Linked DNA regions of Rattus norvegicus: region 1 is linked to region 2. A link is a contact called in public Hi-C data. All regions are on one chromosome and are shown on one strand. The core of a region is the stretch at or near the end of the contact, and the rest is flanking DNA. Distances in the headings are between cores, read along the strand shown. Region 1 overlaps Babam2 (BRISC and BRCA1 A complex member 2). Region 2 has its middle 47 kb from the start of Plb1.

Region 1 (4,402 bases), core at 1,680-4,179, 160 kb after region 2:
AGAAGTCAGGGGCAAACAATCACAACACAGCTAGAGGACTGCTAACACAGGCTGCTGCCCCTGCGAACCAGCTAGAGTTCCTGTGTCTTCTAATGTGTTCCCTTTACTTAGAAGATAAGATGTAGATGGTGGGGTTCATGACCTGCCTTAGCTGGTCTGACGAGATCTCAGGTCCAAGGGCAACTCTATTCTATGCCTCTCAAGTGGCCCTCTCCATGGGTGTGTCAGAAAGGAAAAAAGCATACATTCCTTAGTGGTTCCTGGTGGCAGGGCTGGTGGGGGCACTAGCCATGAGTCACTGGGCTACACTTTATGCTGATCAATGCTCGTGTTGGAGCACATCTTGTTCTCCACGTGGCCTCCCTGGCATCAGCTCTACCAGCTACCATCTGTTCCCTCTCCCTTTACTTCTCTAAACTCACAAAAGAGGACTGGCAACAAATTCCAGAACCTGCTCTTGCTTGACTTTTGTTTATCTGTTTGGTGGTCCTTACCCTACCCACAAACCCCACAACCATCACTGCAATGATGCTTCTCCTTGTGCTTCCCCTTCCTATGCCCTCCCTCTGGATGCCCCTCTCCTGGCTCACTTACCTTCAGCCACGTAGTGTTTGCCAGCGATTTTCTCTTGCCCTTCTCCAGCTGTTGGCCATACCATTAGTGCCGGGGCTTCAAACTGCCATCCCAATGTGGTCACACATCTTGTTACATCTACTTTGTGCGACTTACTGAACATCTGCACTGGCTTAGCACACAAACACCCCAGACTCAATACATCTAAACTCATGCTCATCTTAATGACTTCTGATCCTCTTCTTCAGTTTCCAGACTCCTAGGCTAGCCAGGCTCAGAATTACACAGCACTCTACAAGTCCTCCCTCCTCCTCTCCCCCAAATCTGAGTGCTTACCAAGTTCCAATTTGCTTCTGATGTATTTCTGGACTTTGTCCTTTCCTCTCCTGACTCCCACAGTTTTAGAACCTCACATTCTCTTGCCTGAACTAGTTACCAAAGTGGTTTTTCTACCCCCAGCCTCTCCCACTTGCATTGTCCTCCCCTCTGCCATCATACTTGGGAGTCTGAGACAATGCCACATCCATGTTTAACATCCCTCTCGGCCTTTCGATCAGTAAGATGACATATTTTGAATACCTGACGTACATGGTTCTTCCTAATGAATCAAATTTCTTTTCTCTCTCATCTGCCCATGACATTCTTCACTCGAATATCCAGAAAATTCAATTTTATGGGTTATTTCCATCATCGGGATATACTACACCAGTCACTGAGCACGCTGTGCTGTTCTCTTTGGAACATCCTTGCCCCTTCACCTACAAAACTCATTTACACTTAAGGGCAAGCTCAGGCAGAGCCTTTCTCTAAGATCTCCAGAGGAGGTGTGGCACTCCTGTGTTCCAGCAGTCCACACGTGCATCTGTTACTTGCATGCCTGATTCTCCTTCCCAAGGACAAACGTGTGCACCTCTGCAGCCTCAGGCCCACTGCAGTTGTGTTCACAGTATACACTTCCATGTTTGCTGAGCTGACTTAATGTACATAGGGCTTTCCATGACAACAGGACTTTAGCCTGTGCGTGTCCTGCTGTCCCTGGTAGCAGTACTACTCACTGACACAGCAGGTTTGGAGTGAAGACAACAGATGGTAAAAGAGGCAACTGTCAAGTATCAAAGATGGCTGGAAGTGGCTTGGGATGGGCAGGCAAAGGGGAGAAATACTTATGTTTTTCATTCTGTATCTTTCTGAAGCACTTGCTTTTGCAATCATTGTTGATGTTTCTTTGATAAACACAGTAAAATTCATTGAATGGCTATAAACAATCCAATGATAGGTCTGTGAACTGAAAGGGACCACTTTCTGTACATATAAAAAGACAGGTTATACTTTAAGGACTTAACTTTAAATAAACTGTGTAATTGTGTGATTTATGTGCCAGTGACAACAGGAGCTAAGTGTGTGAGGCTATACCTTGACGACAGTTGGGCCAGCAGAGCTCAGCATCCGAGAAGACAGCGGAAGCCCCGTTGGGTGAGTGTGCACTTGCACTGACCAGGCTGCTCACTACAGAGAAATCTCATATGCATGAGTGGTTGTTTATATTTTTTAAGCATGAGAAAACACTTTAAAGTTGGGGATCGTGGCATGAGCTGATCATACCAGAATTTAGAGGGACAGACAAATGGGTCAGGATTTCAAGTTTGGCTCTACAGAAAGTTTAAATCCAGCCCGGGGCACAGAAGAACCTGTTTTGGCTTTTGTTTGTTTGTTTGTTTGTTTTGTTTTTGTTTGTTTTGTTTTTGTTTTTAAAGAAAGGAAAATACTTGAAGAAAGTATTATTTTATTCTTATAACTCTGACCATAGGTGAAACATGGAGTGGAGAAGCCTCTGTAAGTTTTTTCTTCCAGCTTATGAGAACTAAGATGCTAATATTGTAGGCTACAGATTTTCACACACACACACACACACACACATACACACGCACACGCACACACACACACGCACACGCATGCACGCACACCTGACTAAAGGGCGTGGGTCTTCATGCTGGACATGTGAGTGGAGAAGGAATGAGACTAACTTGCTACTAAAGCAGACTGGATACTTGGGTCAGAGGAGCCAGCGTGAGGATATGCACTGCAGAGTGAAGCAGCAGAATGAAAAGACATTACCCAGCATGGATCATAAATAGATCCTTTGAAAGACCAGAGATGAAGATCAATCAGTCCTTGCTTAAACGTCGGATGGCTGCCTGGGACAAAGGCCTATTTTGCTTTGCTCTGTAATTTCCTCACTAGTTGACTACAAAAGCGAATCAGAATTGAATTCTACTGCTCTGTCTAAATGGGAGCTGAGTCACAGGTACCTGATGCTGTGTCTGCAGACTGAAGTGGATGACTCATGTCTGTGAAATTCTGAGAGAAAGTACCACCCGACCCCTTGCTTAGTCATCTCTTGCATGGATGCTGGGTTCATGAGCTCTGTAAACTATAATGAGCTATCTAGCCTTTTACCATCTCTTTATTCTTTTCTAAACAGTACAAATTACAGCTCTAAAAATAACCTCATCTACGCAAGTGAGTCACTTTGACCTAACAAGCTTCCACAAGTAGTTACCCAGCTAAATTGTAATATTTACTTGTAAAGGTACAAATCTTGCTGTCCTACTAGCTCCCATTTTTCTTAATTCTTCTTCTCCCCCAAGCTTCTGATCAGATTTGGTAAACTGGGGAAAGGAGAAGGGAAGAAGGTTTCAGGGAATGTCAGAAAACCTGACATGCTCCCAATGCCTGTTGCGTTCAGGATTGTAAATAGGGCTGGTGGGGAGGGAATTCACTGAAAGCTGTCCCTGGGGTTGGGATGTTTTTCAGTTGGTAGAGAATTTACAAGACCCAGGGTTCCATGTCCAGCACTGCATAAACTTGGGTGTAGTGGTGGGATCAGAAGTTCAAGGTCATCCTAGGCGACCTAGTGAGTTTGAGGCCAGCCTGGGCTAGAAATCCTGCCAATCAATCAATCAATCAATCAAAGCTATTCCTACCAACATATGAGAACTAGAATTTTAATATTTTTAGCTAAAGACTTTTCTTTTAGTAAGGAGAACATATTGACTATGGAAAGTTGTCTCTTGATAATACTATTTTCTCAAAAGTCCTGGACTGTAAATTTATGACTTTTTTGATAAAAGATGTAGCTGTGCCAATAAGTTTGTATGCATTAAATGTTTACCTTTGGATCCCAGAGACACACACCTAAACTTTGGCACTCACTCCACCGTCCACTCAGCTACTTTCCAACCCTCAGGTCTGACCACTGGCCTTTGGCTTGCCTGGTGAGACTCCCATTGCCAACTTGTTATCAGCCCCACCCCAGGTCTGTACAATAAATTCAACCAGGGGCAGGAAGCAGCTGCCTCCATGGAGCTTCTGGCTTCATAAGTGAGGCAAAGCTGCTCAAATATCAAAGCGCCACTCATCTACACTCTGGCTTTCTCAGGGAGATTGGAAAGGAACAGAATTCCTACTGCCACCAGCCTAACACTTGCCATCACTGTCCCAGCTTCTCTTGGCCTCACCCAGACAGTCATATGAACAGTCACTCCTTGCTGCTGAGGGTGCTTAGGGATAGAATGATGAAATCATTGATTTAGCTGAAAAATTCCCCAGGAAATAGCTACAAAGCCCATTGACTGCTCCGGTCAGGCAGAGGCTGAGTCACCCAATCCTTCCTGACTCCTTGATTTATTCTAACTAGGTCAGTTAGATCACCTGAATCCTGTTCCTCATCCCCTTGAGGGGCTGCCTCTGCTGTCAAGCCCACTGCTTCCTGTTGGGCCTAGTGTTTCCTATAAGGACTTTACTAATCAGCCTTAGCCTCAAGTCCCAG
Region 2 (3,924 bases), core at 815-3,314:
TTGTTGGGGGTTCCTTCCCTGGAATGGCATCTTCAAGAGGGCAGGCATCTTGGATTGCACTGACTCCTATTGCCACATAGGTAGAATAGTGCACAGCACCCAGCAGATGGTTCTGGAATGAGTAAGGAACAACACATGCCAGCCGTGCGTGTTTCCATTCCTGGCTAAGTGCCCTGTGGTATGTATGCAAACTGCACTAGTAGATCCCCTCCCACTGGCAGAGCCCTCTGTGAGCTGTTTGTACTTGCCTCAGCTCCTTCGATCCTCATGACAAGTCCATGAGATAAGCGTCATTAGGTCCCATTATCCCCAATTCACAGATGAGATAACTGAGGCACAAAGGGTTCGAACTGCCCAGGGCCACATTGCAGGTGAATGGCAGAGGCCGAGCTCAACCCCAAGCTCTCTCTCCAGACTCAATGCTTACAGGCACTTGTGTGAGGCTGGCTATGCAAAGCTCAAGGATGAGTGTGAGAGTGAGTGTGGGCAGGAAGACTCGTGTCGAGCCAAGGCACTGAGGAAGGGGCAGGTGGGCAGGAAGAAAACAGAGCCACCTGCTATGGTGTGAGGTTCTGGGCTGCTCTGGTGAGCAAAGACCAGGAAGAAGGTCCTCGAAAGGGGCCCCTGGTGACCCCAGCAGGGGAGCATCTGCAGGAAGTGCATGGCCTCATATATGACTGCCACTCTCAGGCCCAGACATGCCTAGCTCCTTGCAGGTTCCTCACGGGGCACAGATGCCAAAGACGTGGGCAAACAGGTTTGAGGAACACAAAACCAACCCGAAGCTTTCTCCTCTCTCTTGGACAAGGCACCAGGCTTGAGCCATCTCCCCTAGGCTGCAAGAATTCTTTCTAAATGGTGTCTGTCCCCCTCTTGTCTTTGCTAAAGTCACTTACAAGCCTCTGGATCAAACCTACATACACACAATGTTCAAGCCACACAGACTCTGCCCTCCCCTACCCCTGGAAGCCCATGGTAATCTATTTCTATCATTCCCCAACTCCCACCTCTGCCTTCTGAGATCCATATGGGGGCCTTCTGAGTTCTGTCCTGCCATTTCCTGTTTCCTCTTCCTGAGGCACCTTCATACTCTGCTCACTGTCTGAGGTGGTCCCTCTACCCTGGCTCTGGTCACTAGCACCTTCCCTGTGATTGGCAGCTTCACAGGGTGGACCTCAAGGCCCTGTACCTGTACCAGACCTCACTTGGTTTTAGGGGTATCACAGCTGCTGGTCATCCTGGACCAATTCCCATCAGAGATCCCTGATCCTGCCAGAAGCCAGAGGTTGATGGGGATGGAGGCTTCGAGGAGGAAATGGAGGGCGGAGTGTGCAACAGAGGCATGGAAGGATGCTCGCCCACACCTGCTGGACACTCAGCAGGGAAAAGGTCACCTCAGTTAGCATCAGGACACGGCTAGTGGACAGGAGGACCACTTCAAAGGCTGACACCAAAATGGTCTTGTCTCAGCGACAGTGAGCTTTCCCTTGTCTACTCCCTGCCCTGGCAAGGTCCTAAATTGCCAGAGGAGGGATATCTGGACCATTCACAGGCCAGAATGCTGAGTTTGCTGTTCACGCCACATGACTGAGCCCCAGAAGCACCCTCCCAGCCCATGTAAAGACCAGACCCCTCGTTCCTGCTTCATTGACAGCTCTGGGTGCACCTTATCCTGTCTGAACCCCTGGAAATGGGCTCCCAGAGCAACACCAGATTGCCGACTGCTCCTAAGAGAGACTAATAGTCAATCATTGACCACATTAGCCAATGACTCCTTACTCTTTCCTGCTAAGCACTTACATGTTATCTTGGTGTCTTCACCAGGCTGTTTCCTGAGAGGGTTCTGGAGGTTACAGCGAGATGGTTCTAAGCTTAGATAGAATGACCACATGACTTACCCAGCCTGGAATAGTCCCATCTTGTGTCTGCCATCCCAGAGTCATTACTGACATGCTCGGTGTCCTAATCTGATTCTACATTGGGTGACCCTCTCATGGGCCCTGCTCAGAGAGAACACAGTGTGATGTTCCCTAGAGGAGCAACGGGGCCAAAAGAGTCAGACACCAGAGGGCACCAGTGAGCTGTGTTTGTCTGGCTTGTCTCTGGCAGGGCCCAGGTCCTGCGGGAGGGTAGGTGGAGACCAGCTGAGGAAGTGCCCAGCCAGCTTCCTGACAGAGCTCCAGTTCAGGCCTGCTGCAACCCAACTGGGTCCACCTCTTCCATCTGCCCTGAAGAGAGAACCCAACTAGGCATGAGAGTCCAGGAGGGAAGGGAGACACTAGTCCCAGTCCATCCAGCCTGGCCAGCCTCCTGTCAGACCCACCTTGGGCTCCACAGTAGGCTTAGAACACTCTGACTTAGATGGAATTGGATGCAGCTGTATTTCTGTTATTTCTGTGTGACCTCAGGCGCATTATTAACCCCTCTAAGCGCAGTTGACTCTCTTAACAAGAGTGTCTCCTTCCTTAGGCTGGCGTGAGCTCGTGCTCTAAAGAACAAGAAGCCTGTGGCTCCGTTCCTGGCACCGAGATGAATATTTTTGGCAAAGAAGCAGGCAGCTGTATGACAGAAGTCACCTCAGTGTCAGACAGAGCCTCGTTCAGATGGACAGACACCTATGCATAAGGTAGAGAACAGACAGACACCTGTTTGTCCAATATGGTTCCAGATGGCACAACTATTAATAACACCCTCTTCCCTCTTGTGGTGTCCCAGTTTGAGGATCAACTCCATAGTGCTACCTACAAGGCATCAACTATGTGCCAGGGTTGGTGACAGGCATGGGGGATGAGGAGGGAGATGGTGTCCCAACTGCCAGATCTCACTGCTCCTCGAGGACACAGACCAGGAAATGAATCGGGAAGGTGGGGTTGGCCATACTGCTGGAAGTCCCCACAAGAACCTGCCAAGAGACATCTTAGGATAGATGGACCTGTCTTGGTTTATTCAGAATCGTAGTATTTTAGTATTTTTCCAGCTGTAGAAGCTACATAAAAAGAATCACTATGTAGCTCATGGCAATCCTCCTGCCTTGGGTTCCCAAGCACTGGGGATTTTTTTTTAATTACATGTATTTATTTGTCTCTGTGTATGCTGGACAAACAGGCGTGCGTTCTCTACTTTGTTATAGGGGTGCAGCTACGGGTGCAGGTCAGAAGGGGACAACTTGTAGGAGCTGGTTCTCTCCTCCTACCCTGTGGGTCTCTTGGTCAGATTCAGGTGGTCAAGCTTCATGGTAACTGCCATTTTAGGCTGAGCCATCTGGTCAACCAGCACTGGGATTATTACAGGCATGGGCCATGTCCAACTAGAAGTGGTGCTAATCCATTTTCTGCAACACACACATACACACACACACACACACACACACACACACACACACGTTAAAAGAATTACTTTCTTATAGACATCTTTTTCCCCCTTTGGTCATGGTTTCTGTCCTCTTGGAAAGTGCAGGAACATGGTTGTGGTCCAGGGCCACACTCTGAGAGGAGCTACCTCTTTGCTCCACACTAAGGCCAGAAACACCTCATGACATTGAGGGGGAAGAATGGGGGAAGGGAGAAAATGATGGACGAGGTTATAGTGTGCTCTGAACTAGCCAGGATCCTCCTGGGCATCTGAATTGTTTTACAGGAGGACAGTGCCCTGATCCAAGGTCTAGAGACAGTCACATGCCGATCCTAGAACCAGGGATGCTTGCGAGGTGCAGGCATCTCAGGGCCAAATCCCTTACCAGCATCCCACAGTGGACTCTCCCAAGCCCCTGCCTTGTCTGGACGCTTCCTTGGTCCTTCTGAGCTAGGTCCTCTCTGAGTCCTGCTCAGCTAACTTGAGGGCACCCACTGCTGGGCAGCAAAGTCTCCTTGTCCATCCACCAATGTCACTGGGGAACTTTGTCCTGCTTCTCAGCAGAGCATGTCC

Evidence for each region. Hi-C and Micro-C count contacts between places; a contact is called where the count stands out from the background.
Region 1: a contact with region 2 is called in a Hi-C map of the A7r5 cell line, with 4 times the contacts expected there. The contact joins two enhancer-like sites. A contact is called at or near these places in 3 of 12 Hi-C or Micro-C datasets (the A7r5 cell line, Schwann cells and mammary epithelial cells).

The regions. Positions count from the first base shown.
Region 1 is chr6:30,134,397-30,138,798 of GRCr8, forward strand. All of the region lies in intron 10 of Babam2 (BRISC and BRCA1 A complex member 2), which reads right to left. Among named protein-coding and RNA genes, the nearest start is that of Fosl2, 97 kb to the left of the region's middle. Within about 2 kb of position 2,930, at least 29 of the 93 cell types and tissues checked have an H3K27ac peak or open chromatin away from gene starts, as enhancers often do. A contact at or near this core is called in the A7r5 cell line, where this site is marked.
Region 2 is chr6:29,975,112-29,979,035 of GRCr8, forward strand. It overlaps the pseudogene Pym1-ps2. Among named protein-coding and RNA genes, the nearest start is that of Plb1, 47 kb to the left of the region's middle. Within about 2 kb of position 2,065, at least 8 of the 93 cell types and tissues checked have an H3K27ac peak or open chromatin away from gene starts, as enhancers often do. A contact at or near this core is called in the A7r5 cell line, where this site is marked.